Linked DNA regions of Gossypium arboreum: region 1 is linked to region 2. A link is a contact called in public Hi-C data. All regions are on one chromosome and are shown on one strand. Each heading gives the region's core, a stretch centred on a gene start, on an enhancer-like site or on the middle of the called end of the contact. The rest is flanking DNA. Distances are from core to core; before and after follow the strand shown.

Region 1 (6,436 bases), core at 1,823-4,322, 490 kb after region 2:
GCTTATGACTTACTAAGCTTAAATAGCTTACTATGTGTTATGTTTACCTCTATTTTATAGATTTCGAGATCTAGTTATGAGCTCGGGGATCGTCAGCAAAGTCGATCACACTATCGACTGTCTTTGGTATTTTATAAGCTAAATTTTTGAAACTATGGCATGTATAGGTTGGATTATATTTTGAAATGCTGGATTTTTGGTTTATGTATATATATAAGCCAGAAGAAAATGGCTTGTTTGTTTTGTTAGAATTGGTTTCAAGTTTTGAACAACTTATGAGTATGTTTGGTTGTGGTTTTGATGTTCCGGTCAAAATGTATTTATATGTGAATCATGGTATATATATATGATAATGGTAATGAAGTTATGCCAAAGTATATGCGTATGATATATTTGGTTTAAAGTGAAATTGTGGTTGATTCAGCTATGGTTATGCATAGCTAAAAGTATATGTGAATTTGGTTGATATATTGATTAAGGTGTTATTATGTAAATTGGCATTAAATGATATTGGTTATGTTCGAACATGGTAGAAATTTATTTTGATATGTCTATTATATGGTATGTAAGATTTGTGTTTTGATTTATAAAATATGTGTGTGATATGCATGATATCAAGTATGGATATGTTCGGCAATTACATTTGAAAATGGAATAATATGTTATATGTATTACATGTTTTTAATAGGCTATGAAATGGCTTTACTATATTATGCATTTGGTTATTTGGTGTGGTTTATTTTTGACATAAAATTTGACATATAATTTGTCTTATAAGCTTTGTTTAGAATTGGTAAATGATATGTATGTGTATTCAGTTAACGATAGATAAATTAGATATGTATGCATATAACATGTACGTTGGTGGTTTGATATTTATGTGACAAGTTGACATATGTGTATACGAATATTATATGGTAAGTTTAACTTAAAGTTTATGGTGGAATTGGTATGATTAAAATGTTTGATTTTGATAGTCGAGTAGATGAACAAGTAAATAGGTTATATAATTGTAATTTTTGTCATGATGTTGGCATATACATTTTGGTATATTTGATTAAATAATTATGTTTTGAAATGATTAGTAGATTGATTGAATATATGATAATTGACGTAATGCTTGTTTATTAGAAGTGTTATATGTGTATATAGTAATAAAGAAGAATGAAAGTTGACTTTAAATAAGACATACGTGGTTAGCATGTTATATATGTTCGGCTAAACTTTAGGAAAATGACATTATGAATAGTAACTTGGTTTTTAATATATCTATATAACCTATTATAATTGATTTGATTTAGTATAGGTCCAAATGTGATGAATTAAAATGATTAAATTTCTATGTGTATCCATGAATGTCCGAAAATTGTGTTTTCATTTAGTAATACCTCGTAACCCTTTCCTGACGACAGATACGGGTTAGGTGTGTTACACTAGTATGGATTTATGTGTACTTAGAATGTCATACTTGGAGTTTTGTTGCCTTCAATCTTTGCACATATTACACACACTCTCTGCTGCCTTTAGGTTATGCAGTCACATGCATATTTTAACGCCTTTGGGCTTAGCACTTAGGTGCTCTTTGGTGTGTTTGGCGGCTTGGCACTTTGGTCCCCCTTGGTGTGTTTTGAAGGGATTTGATTTGGTACCTAGCACTATGTGCTCTTTGGTGTGTTTTGGAGGAAGTCCCATGTATCCAAGTCATTTCCTTATATTATTATGGCCATTTGAATAAAAATATTGATAATAAGATGTACCTATGATTATAAAATTTAAATGTACTCTAAAGTATATTTTTTTAAAGGATTAACAAGTTAAAAGGCTATGTTTTTATGATAAGGTCATCCTCTAGCAATAAGACATGAAATTGTGCTTAAAAATTATGTATTGGTATACCCCTAATAAGGAAACTAATGAGGGAAGATATGCCTTGCATAAAGAATTTATAGCCATAAGTGGAACACACATGTGAATAAACTAGAAAGTTAAGTTAAAAAGGCTATGAACTTAGATTGAACAATATTGGTAACCTTGATAATAATCTTGAACATGAATTCTCAATACGAATTGTTAAAGAACCAATAACCAGTAAATTGAACTCTATAATTCAGTAATCAAAACCGAATCTGTTAAAATGGCTTAGTATGATGGAAATGAACTTGAAAAATTCTTAATAAGGGGCTTAACATTTATATTAGTATAAGATAAATAAGCTTATCCTTGATTACATACTAAGTTGTTAGGCTCATGCATTAGTGGTTTAAAACGCGCCAATGAGAAGTATAAGATTTGAATTTGGGAGCTTCACATCACCTTTCATTGAAGTTGTAATGTATTTATATTAATTGTTATTGCATAAGGACTTTGACATGTACATAAAGACTTAATTTGAATATAATATTTATAAAAAAATAGTTGAAATTCAAGTTATTTTGATGTTATTAATTAAGTTTTATTTCGTTATGTTACTTGAATGTGTTTATGTCATGTATTTAAGTTTAAATGAAGTTTGAAATTAATTTATGATGAGGTTTAAATGCATTTATGTTTTTTTAAAACTTGATTAATTTGATTTAAAGAATATTAATATAAAATAAAATAAACATTTTCATAAAAGGAAAATAAAGTTAAACTTAAAAATATTATAATAACATCTATCATTGTATTGATGGTGAAAACGAGCGAAAAATATTACAAAAATAGAATTTGATACATAAAATAATAGCTAGATTAACAAAAATTCTTGATTGATAGTAATTATTAAAAATTTTGAGCTATACATTAAAAATATATAGTACAATTAATCCTTAAAAAAGTTTATGAAAGTAAAACATAACACTTAAACATCAAATACCATTATATCAAAACCCTAAATGCGATACACTGTCAGCCACTCAGCCCTCCTTTAATGAAAGATAGCCCTACACCCTCATATTTGCTCAGGCTTCCATAAAAGCCAAGCCAATCTCTCCCTTCTCTTTTGTCTGTTTCTCACAAAATCTATTCACTCTCCCCAGCACATGCCTTTTCAAAATCTTCACACTAAAAACTTTAAAAAATTATATATATATATATAACCCTTTCTTTATTATACATCAACACAAAAAATGGAGATCTTGACAAGTATCCAAACTCAAATATCCTAGAGAAAATCCCCCATAAAAATTTCATAAACAGTTGGCCCGCTCTTAAACACAACCCTCCACCACTTTACCTTCCACCATTTCTTTTCCCATTACCCCTTTTCTCTTCTCATTTTAGTCCCTAACCAGAAACATCCAAAGCCACGTTGGAAGAACCAATGTCAACAGTACCATATTCCCTATGGTCTTCCATTTTAAGCTGGTTTACCCCAACTGTGTTCTTTGTCTTCCTTAACCTTACAATAGGTACCATCTATTTCACTTCCACTTTGAGTTCCAGCAAGCCTAGTAGTGACGCACAAAGGCAGTACCACCCAGATGATGAAACAAACCCAAAGTTTGTTAGATCTCCATCTATGTTGCAGAGGCTGAAATCTATCAACTTGTCTGCTTACAGATCTCAAGAACCTGTTGTTGCTAGTGCTACCACTGCCTATGAAAGTGTCTCTGATGTGGGTGATTTCCATTTCTCTTTTCAACAACAAAACCCTCAACAACAGCGCCAGCCTTCCTTTGAGAGATCCCCTTCTGTTTTGCAAAGGCTAAAGTCCATTAATCTCTACGGTTACTTCTCCCCAGAGCAGACCAAAAGCCATGAGAGTTACCCCCATTATCCTCCAGAGGTAGCTCAGGGTGAGGGACATGATGAAAAGGTGCAAGAGCCTGAAAAACAAGATGAAAGGGAGGGAACCCAAGGTGAAGGAAAAACGCTTGATGAAGTATACAGTCAACTGAAGGAGGGAAATCATGTTGCGAGGACCAAATCTGATACTAAACCAGCATCTGGTGAGGTACCAACTAAGCTTCCGAGGAAGATGAAGAAATCTGCAAGTGTAAAGTCTGCTTTTCGACATTTCGAGGAAGGAGATATCGTGGAAAATCGACGGCCGGCCACCGTGAGAGAAGGGAAAGAGAAAGCTACGGAGGAAGAAGACGATGAGGTGGATGCCAAAGCTGATGATTTCATCAACAAGTTCAAGCACCAGCTGAAACTGCAAAAGCTTGATTCCATCATTAGGTACAAGGAGATGATCAATAGAGGGAGTGGTAGGTGAAAAGCTTTACATTTTCAATCTTTTTTCGGGGGTTAATTTCAGGGTTTAATTATTGGTGTAGATCTACTACTGGTATTGTTTACATCTGTTGGAACTTTGTGTTCAGGAAAAAAAATATGGCACTTTCATTTCATTTTCTGGTTTTTTTTATTTTTTATTTTAAGTTTCCTTTGAATGGGGTTTATCAGTTGTGTTATTTGGTTGTTCTCCAGGCATTTATATCCATTAATGTCCCAATTAGTACTGTTTCCTGGTTCATGAATCATATGATTGTCACCATTGCCATTACTAGCATTAGTTTTTAGCTGTTATCTACTAAGAGTTAAAGTGGGTACAAGAAAAATGTTGTAGAAGGGCATGCCATGCAATGGACCCTTAGTTGTTTTTTCAGACAAGACTGTGGAAACCTGTAGGTTCCAAGTCTGGAAGTGGAGAAAAACTGTGTAAAGAGGGTATTGGCCTGTTTTACAGGAGGAGAGGGCAGGCCATGCTTACAAAGACCCCACGTTTTGTTTTGGATTGAAAGGGACAGAACAGAAGAGGAACGATGGTGGGATTGAAATTGAAGGGAGAGATGGGGTGATTTGGTACAAATATATATGAATTTATTTACTGAGTATTAGGTACATTAATCTTATATTTTTATTTTATAAGTAGTGGCGAAGTCTGAATTTAAGTGTAATTGTTTAAATTAAATTATATATTTTATAATTTTAAAAGATAAAATTAAATTTTATTATTTTTAGAAAGATTAAAATATAATTTTATTTTTATTAATTTAAATTTTATAAGTTTTAAAGGGAGTTAAAAAATTTTAATTTTAGAGATGGCCGGGACTATACCCGCGCCTGGCTAGGATAAAATATTTTTATATAACATTTGTTTATTTTAATATCATTTGTGGAGTTTAAAAATTTTAGTGTGTGAAATATTTTTATTAGATTTGTCAAATATTTTCCTTTTAAATTTGTTTGTCCACATAAAATGGCGATCTCCATCTGTCGCACTGTCAGGTGCTTGGCTGTGATGCACGTGGGAGATTATGTTTGGCTACTATGCATTTACACCCAAATTTAATGTGCATGTAAATGATGTATGGGGAATAGTAAGAGTTTGGAGTTGCCATTCCCGCCTATCAATTTGACGTTTGATGGAGTGAAATTTAACGGCTAATTGAATTGATGAGTTTTATTTTATTATTTTAATTTAATTTAAATTTTTAAATTAAATTAAATTAAATTGAGTTAATTTAAATAAAATTATTTGAGGTAAATTAAAAAAATATTTTGAATTAATTTTTGTTATAATATAATTAATTTCATGTTGGAGAATATAAATTTAAAATTATATATATTTGAAATTATTTTCAAAGTAAAATAAAAATAAAATAAAATACTTTAATATGATAAATTTAATTTATAAATTAAATTATTTAGGTCCCAAAATTATTATTTTAGAAAATTATTATTTTTATATATTTGTTAGATTTTTAAAAAATTATAATTTTATAAATAATTTGAATTTCAAAATTATTTTAAGTTTTTTTTTTTTGTATTTTTTTTGTTGAGAGAGCAATTTGTTCATTTTAAAAATTGACAAGGACCTAATGAGTATTTATATTAAACGATTATTCAAATATTTGAGTTGCTCAATTTGTAAAATTTAACTCAACTCTAACTTGAAACTCGAACTACTTATTCAAGTTGAATTGAATAACTCAATTCGATTAATTCAAAATTTAATTTTTTTTCGGTTTTTTTGAATCGAATCAAGTTTTACTCACCTTCATTGAATTTATGTTTGTTTATTGGGATAATAATTTAATTAGCTCTCTATTTAACTTTTCGTTTTTAAATTTATATTTTTATCAAATTACCTTAAAATGGATAAAAAAGTTAATAATTTTAATTTTATTGATGTGTCATACACGTGGATTGCCATACTGAGATGATATATTAGCATTTAATTAAATTTTAAAATTTAAAAAATATTTTAAAAAATTAAAAGTTATTAAAAAGTATAAACAATATATAAAAATATAATTTTAAATTTTTAAAATTAATTAAATACCAATGTGTCATTCAAGTGGCAACCCACATATATGTCACATTAGTAAAATTAATAACACTAATTTTTCATCCATGTTAAGGTGATTTGAGCTAAAATAGGTAAAAGATTAAATGAAAAACTAAAATGAATTTTTGTTTTTTAAACAAAGTTGGAGGAGAACAAAGTCAT
Region 2 (6,905 bases), core at 586-3,085:
GACAGCATTTGAAAATATTCATCCCAAACCTTGTGTGTGGTTGTTGTCACGATATCACAATATTCAAAGGGGTCAGCAACTACAGAAGCGGCAACAAGGCCACTTATATGAGCCATATCCATCATGAGAAATGCACCAACAGCATCTGCGATCTTCCAACAGATATCAATTCCAATTAAGTTAAATGCTTAAAAAAAGTCACTAAATGATAGTAAAGTACGGCAGACTATATAGCACAACCAACAAGCACATCAATGCTTACCTTCCTCATGCGAGGATAATCAAAATCTCGAGGATATGCACTGGCACCACAGATTATGAGTTTTGGTCGAAAGAGGGTAGCTGTTTTCTCAAGCATGTCATAATCAACTAGGCCTGTTCCAAATTTAAGACAAATCAAATCAACCACCAAGCAAGCATACCAACCACTAAACGAATTAAGTCTTAACAATAACGATGAGTTACCTGTGGATTCATCAAGCCGATAAGGCATTGACTCGAAATAGATTGATGTACCAGATACACGTCTTTTAGGAGTCATAAATCCATGTGACAAATGTCCGCCATGTGGTAAGTCCAAACCCTATACCAGTTACATTAAGAATCATTTATATGTGCACTATCGAACAGAGAGAACTAAGTTACAGCAGCAGAGTTCGGCAGAAGTATCTTACCATTATTCGATCATGCGGATTAAGAATTGCTGTATAAACCTCAAAATTAGCAGGAGAACCAGACAATGGTTGAACATTAACGCCCCACTTATTTTCATCCAAATGAAATGCTGCCAAAGCCCTCTTTTGGCAAAGTATTTCAAGTTCATCAATGTACTCATTGCCCCCATAGTACCTGCAATAAAAATTAAGATCATTAGCTGCAAATAATAAATCCAAAAACACAAAGATCACATCTCTATGCATTTAGCTTAACTCGATATACCTTTTACCAGGTAGTCCTTCGGAATACTTGTTTGTGAGACATGACCCAACTGCCTCCATTACTGCTCGGGATGTAAAGTTCTCTGAGGCAATAAGCTCAAGGCTTTTGAATTGCCTCTCTTTCTCCTTGTTAATAATAGCACGAACCTCGGGATCGGCTTCACTGAGGCCATGGTCCACAAATCGGGTTTCGACCACAGGGAATGAGTCCGAAGAGGGAGGCTTTCCAGTAACCAAGCTGCTTTCAAGTTGAGCTCTACAGGGTTTGACAGAGTTGAGCTTAAGACCATACCCTTTTAAAGGAAAAATTGGTCTATTCCCTTTGACCCATATGGGCTGTTGCAAAGAACCCATCATTGCAGCTCCATTACAAGCCTGCATTTTGACTTCCCACTAGTATTTCTCACAAATAACCTGCAAATTTACAACAGAATAACAAATAGATTAAAATAAGAAATTCAATTCATCATCAATTAATTTATATGTTAAAGCAGAAAATGAACAGCTATTAAGACTTAAATAATCCCATGAGATACAGGCAAAAAGAAAAAAAGGTATTTTCCTTTTAGAACTTGATCATTACCAATTCTTCTGTTAAGCCAAAACACGAAAACTAAAGAACAGCAATCTATCTTAAGTTAAAATACAGATAATAAACAAATATCTCAATAACTGGATATGAAAATTAGAGAGAGCAACGAATTAAACAAAATTTTAAGAAAGAAGGAATAATTCAAGAAATATAGAAAGAAGGGCATACTTGTTGGAAGGATTCTCTTTTTTTTTTTTTCTCGCGTTTTCTTTTTGGGTGCAATGGATTGAAGTGGCTCAAACTCTAAAACCCTAAAAGTCGACAGCGGTTTGCTTTAGTATAGTGGCAAAGAAGAAAATTAAAGAGGGTTAATTGCAGGATAAGCCCTACATTATGATCCAAATTTAAATTAATCCATAAACCTTAAAAGGTTGAATTTGATTTATCAAAGTATTAATATTGTATAATCGTATCTTTCCATCATCCTAACATCGATTTCAACATTAAATTTTGACGTAAAGTATATTTAAAGTCGATAAATAAAAATTTTAATATCTAAATTTTTATTACATGAATAATTTAAATTTGATGATTTATAAAAGATTAGATATTATCACTAAATTTTACAAAGACTTTTTTTAATGTGTTATATTTAAACTATCAATGTAACAAATATAAATGTATTTATAATTTGAATAAATATAAATGTATTTATAATTTGAATAAATTATTTTAAATATACTTCGTGTCAAATTTAAAATAATATTTGATATTTAAGTTAAAAAATCTAATTAATATAATATTAACACTTTAATATTTCAATTAAAATATTTTAAATTTCAAATACTAATCTAGCGAATAACCCTAATTAATAAATAAATGTAAAAGAAAATGAAAAAGACGAACGGCGCCGAAAATGGATTGGATAGCGGAGATTTGGGTAGTTGTCTTATGAGGGTTGAAAAACCTCCATGCGGGTTGTTCCATTGGATCTACTCGTATGTACCTGCTCTGATGTTGCCACTTGTCCTACTAAGTCCTGATTAAGTGATATTGGGGGGAAATCAACTACATGAAAATGCCAGTCTTCAATTATGCTAAGAAAAAAAAAAAGTGTAAACCAAATTTGTAAGGTTTACCAAAAATGCTAATGGTTAGAAATTTGGGTAAACTATGTAGAAAGTTACTAAATTGTTAATAAATTTATCTTGTAGTTACTTAAATTTAAAAAATTATAAAATGATAATTAAATTATTTAAAAGTTTTTATATAAATTATTAAATTGTTAAAATTATTGTTATATGGCTTTCTCCGTTTATACCGTCTGCACCAATTAAAATCTTTTTTTCTCCTTCTCTTTTACAATTTAATTTTTTTTAAATGAATAATTTTGGAACGTAATGAATTTACGAACTAAAAATTAAATAGTTTTTTTCTCTGATCCTCCACACTAATTATCAAATCAACTTGAATCTAATGTATGTTTTCTATTCTCGATGAGTATTGATCTATCATATCAATCATTAAATTGTGGTTTAGAGTTCACCAATCAAACTTACTCAAACTACTCCTCTTTCTCCAAGCTTATCTTCCACTATTCTCCATCAGTTTTGATCAAATTTAGGAGGTCTCAAGAAATTAACTATAACTATGCAATTAAAAACTAGTTTAAACGAAAATTCTGACCTTCCATAATGGTCTTTAGGCATGTCTTAAAACTGAAATTTTCAAATAATAGCAGAGAATATTCAACGTAATTTCAATATAAAAAAATTGAAGAAGCCAATGAACTAAGCTGGCGGAAGAAGAGACGACCAAGTTACCAACTCCACCTTTCATACTATTAATACACTGGATTAAAAATATTTTATATATTACAACACCACCGCACACTTGATGGAGATTAAATCTTATAACCTTTAATTTTTTTCCTATATATTTATATATTATATTTTTTCTAAATTTTAAATAATATCTCAATATTTTTGTATTATTATTATTTTTATCATTTTCAAGTGTCACAATTAGACCTGATCATGAATCGAGTTTGGGTGGAGCTAATGCAAATTTTTAGGCTTGTTTTCTAAGTCTCAACTCGAAAAATGGACTTAAATTTTGTTTAAGCCCAACCTAGATAAAAAAATACTAACTTTGAGTCCAACTCGGCCCGGCGTATTAAAAAATTTATATTATTTTTTATATAAAAACAAATTTTAAAAAGTAAACATCAAATACACTAAAAATATTAAAATAAATTATTCTCAACAAATTGAAAATACATTTTAAGAAAAAGTCTTTATATTTAAATAACACTACAATAGTTACAACTTAGTAAGCAAATGCCTCTAAAATAGTAAGAAAATTAATTGTAAAACAAGAGTTATACAATATCCAAACAATAACAACAGAAAAATAGTAATATAATAACAAAATGGCAACAAAACAACATTAAAATGTCAATAAATAACAATGAAAAATTTTAGGCAAATTCGGGTCAATCCAGGCTCGAGCCAAAAAAATCTTACCCGAGGCCTGACCCGTTTAGAAAATGGGCCTTTTTTTTGTCTAAACTCATTTTTCAAGTATATATTTTTGCCCAAACCCTCTCACTTTTTAAGTGGGCTTTCGAGCTTGAGCGAGTGGCCCAACCCATGATCAGGTCTAGTCACACATGGTAAAGATACTTGAAAAAACAAAAAGAAAAGGTCATTAATGTTAACTGTCAAAGAATCTTTTTAATGCATTTTACTCATTTAGATACTCAATTGAGTAAAAAAACAAAAGCTTAATTACTTTTTTGAAAAAATTCAAAAGCTTTTACACCCTTAATCCTTCTATTTTTTAAGTATATTTACCAAGTACACCAACAATAAATTTTGACAAAAAATAATAATTATGTCATCTATAAAGTAAAATATTTAAATAAAAATAAAAGAATTTAATCTTAGATAAACCATAAAAATAGTTACTTAACTATTAGCGTATTTCTATTTTGATCATATAGGTTTAAAAATTTTATTTTAATCACTAACATTATTGAAATTTAATATTTTGCTTACTCATTCATTATGAAATATTTTTATTGACATAATAAAATTTTATCTATTCAATATTAACATATTCTATCAATTTGGTCTTAATTCTAAAAATTCAACAAATTTAACCCTCAACTTTACACATTTAGTTAATTTAGTCTTGATTCTTAAATTTTTAAAAAAATTTAAAAAAATTTAAAAGTTTATTTTTTTGATAAATTTACATAAAATTTTATAAAATACATACAAAATTATAAAAATATTTATAAATAAATGAATACCCATTTTCTAACACAAAATTTATTAATTAAAATAATATTTTTATAAATAAAATAATAATCTTATACATAAAACAATTTAAGGAAAAAAACATAAGAAGACTTGTAACACCACACACGACCCGTTCACCAGATCCGAATATATGATGTCACATTATGTTATCGAAACAACTTGAACTAACTTAGCACATGTTCACAAAGTTTAGATCATAATTACCATGCATAACAATTAAATCACCCATTATGTTCATATACGTAAATTCATTTATACATAGGATTCTAATTCAATAAGTTACGAGTTATTGTGGGGTTGATTTTAGAGTTAGGACTCAAATCCAACTCAATTATCAAGTTTCAATGCTATGTCTCGAGACAGAGAACTCCATGTCTCGAGACAGAGCTCATTTTATTTTAAGAAATTATTTATTTATTTTTCTTCGATAATGGCATGTCTCGAGACATTAAAATCCATGTCGTGAGACAAGGTCCCTCATGTCTCAAGACCAACCTTACCTATTTTCTTATTTTAGTTTCAATGTTTGAATGTCTCAAGACAATGAGTTCTTGTCTCGAGACCTAGAACAGGACAAAATTTATTAATTTCGATATGTATGGTAAATTTTGTTCCAACTATCTTGAGACAGACTCGAGAGATGTCTTTCTCTAGACTTGATGGTGAAATGACCCTAAATGCACATTTTCAAGTTCTTAGATCATACCAAATGGTACCATGAACATACTTAAACTTTACACCAATTGTAACACCCTTAACCTGTATCCATCGTCGGAACAGGGTTACGAAACATTACTAGAGTTTTCAGAACATTACAGATAATTCATGTTAATTATTATTCATAATCGAACCTAATCATATTGTCCTTTGGATGAACCCTCGAGGCCCATTATAAATGTTGGAATCAAGTCGAGACTAAATCAGGAACTCAGGAAATTTTTTACAAAATTTCACAATTTCTCTCATATACAGGGGTCACACGCTCGTGTGGCATTGGGACACGCCTGTGTCTCATGTCTGACCCCGTGTAACTCTTTGACTTGGATTACACAACCGGTCACACACCTGTGTGCTAGGCTGTGTGGTTAACTTAATTTTTGTAAATTAGGTGCAGGATTCACACGGCCAAAACACACGTCCTTGTTCTAGGCTGTGTAGCATACACGGCTGAGACACACGCCCATGTCTCTGCCTGTGTGCCAAATTCTGAGCATTCTGTTTCTAAATTTTAGGATGTAGGAGACACGCGGCCAAACCACACGCCCATGTGCCGAGGTGTGTGTCACACACGATCAAGACATACACCCGTGTGTCTACCCGTGTGGACAAAATAAATCCATTTTCTAGCTTTATCTCTCACCCAAACTTTGCCAATAACCTACACCAAAACTTTCATTCATATACCAAACAATTCAAGCATCATAACCAAATTAATTCTAACATCTAACATGGTACATCATTACATGCATTTATGTTTAAATCTTATCTTTTTTGTGAACATACATGTTAACATAATTTGATCAACCACTCTAAACAAATGGATATTCATCATGGTATAACCTTATAATTTTACCAAAACAAATCTTTACTAACCATTCCAATGGCTAAATTATAATCAACCATTTATATTTACATGCCAATATGACCAATTAACCTATACATGCCATTATAACCATAATTGATTTACCATATGTGCTGAAATGGACCGATGGATAGTGTGAGTGATCTCCGTCAAGCTTTCAATCCAATGAGCTTCTGATTTACTATAAAACAGGGAAATAAAACTGAGTAAGCATATAATGCTTAGTAAGTTCGTATAACATGGTACTTAACTTACCATTCATTCTATTTTCAGATAAACATGTAAGGCATATTCAATCAATTTGATCTCAAACCCTACATATATCCTCATTGTCCTTGTTAGTCATACGTTTCACAATATCATCAAGAAACAACTATGAACTCAACAACAATTAGATTTCCAGAATGATTCATCTCAAGTTTAGATTATTTCATATCAGAACTTTACTCATTTCATTTGAAATATCAATGTCACACGAGTAGTACACTCAAGATATACAAATCTACAATCAAGAATGAGCATATTCA

What was found. A called contact is a pair of places that touch in the nucleus more often than the background predicts.
Region 1: a contact with region 2 is called in a Hi-C map of leaf, with 3 times the contacts expected there. The contact joins the promoter of LOC108484913 here to the promoter of LOC108486534 in region 2. A contact is called at or near these places in 2 of 5 Hi-C or Micro-C datasets (both in leaf).

Annotation. Positions count from the first base shown.
Region 1 is chr6:110,442,914-110,449,349 of ASM2569848v2, forward strand. LOC108484913 (pathogen-associated molecular patterns-induced protein A70-like) reads left to right here and starts at 3,073. Exons shown (of 1, transcript XM_017788797.2): 1 at 3,073-4,394. The coding sequence starts at 3,302. The coding sequence ends at 4,198.
Region 2 is chr6:109,951,345-109,958,249 of ASM2569848v2, forward strand. It overlaps LOC108486534 (serine hydroxymethyltransferase 3, chloroplastic-like), which reads right to left and starts at 1,836. Exons shown (of 11, transcript XM_017790637.2): 1 at 1,699-1,836; 2 at 940-1,352; 3 at 675-849; 4 at 466-583; 5 at 263-375; 6 at 30-152. The coding sequence starts at 1,319.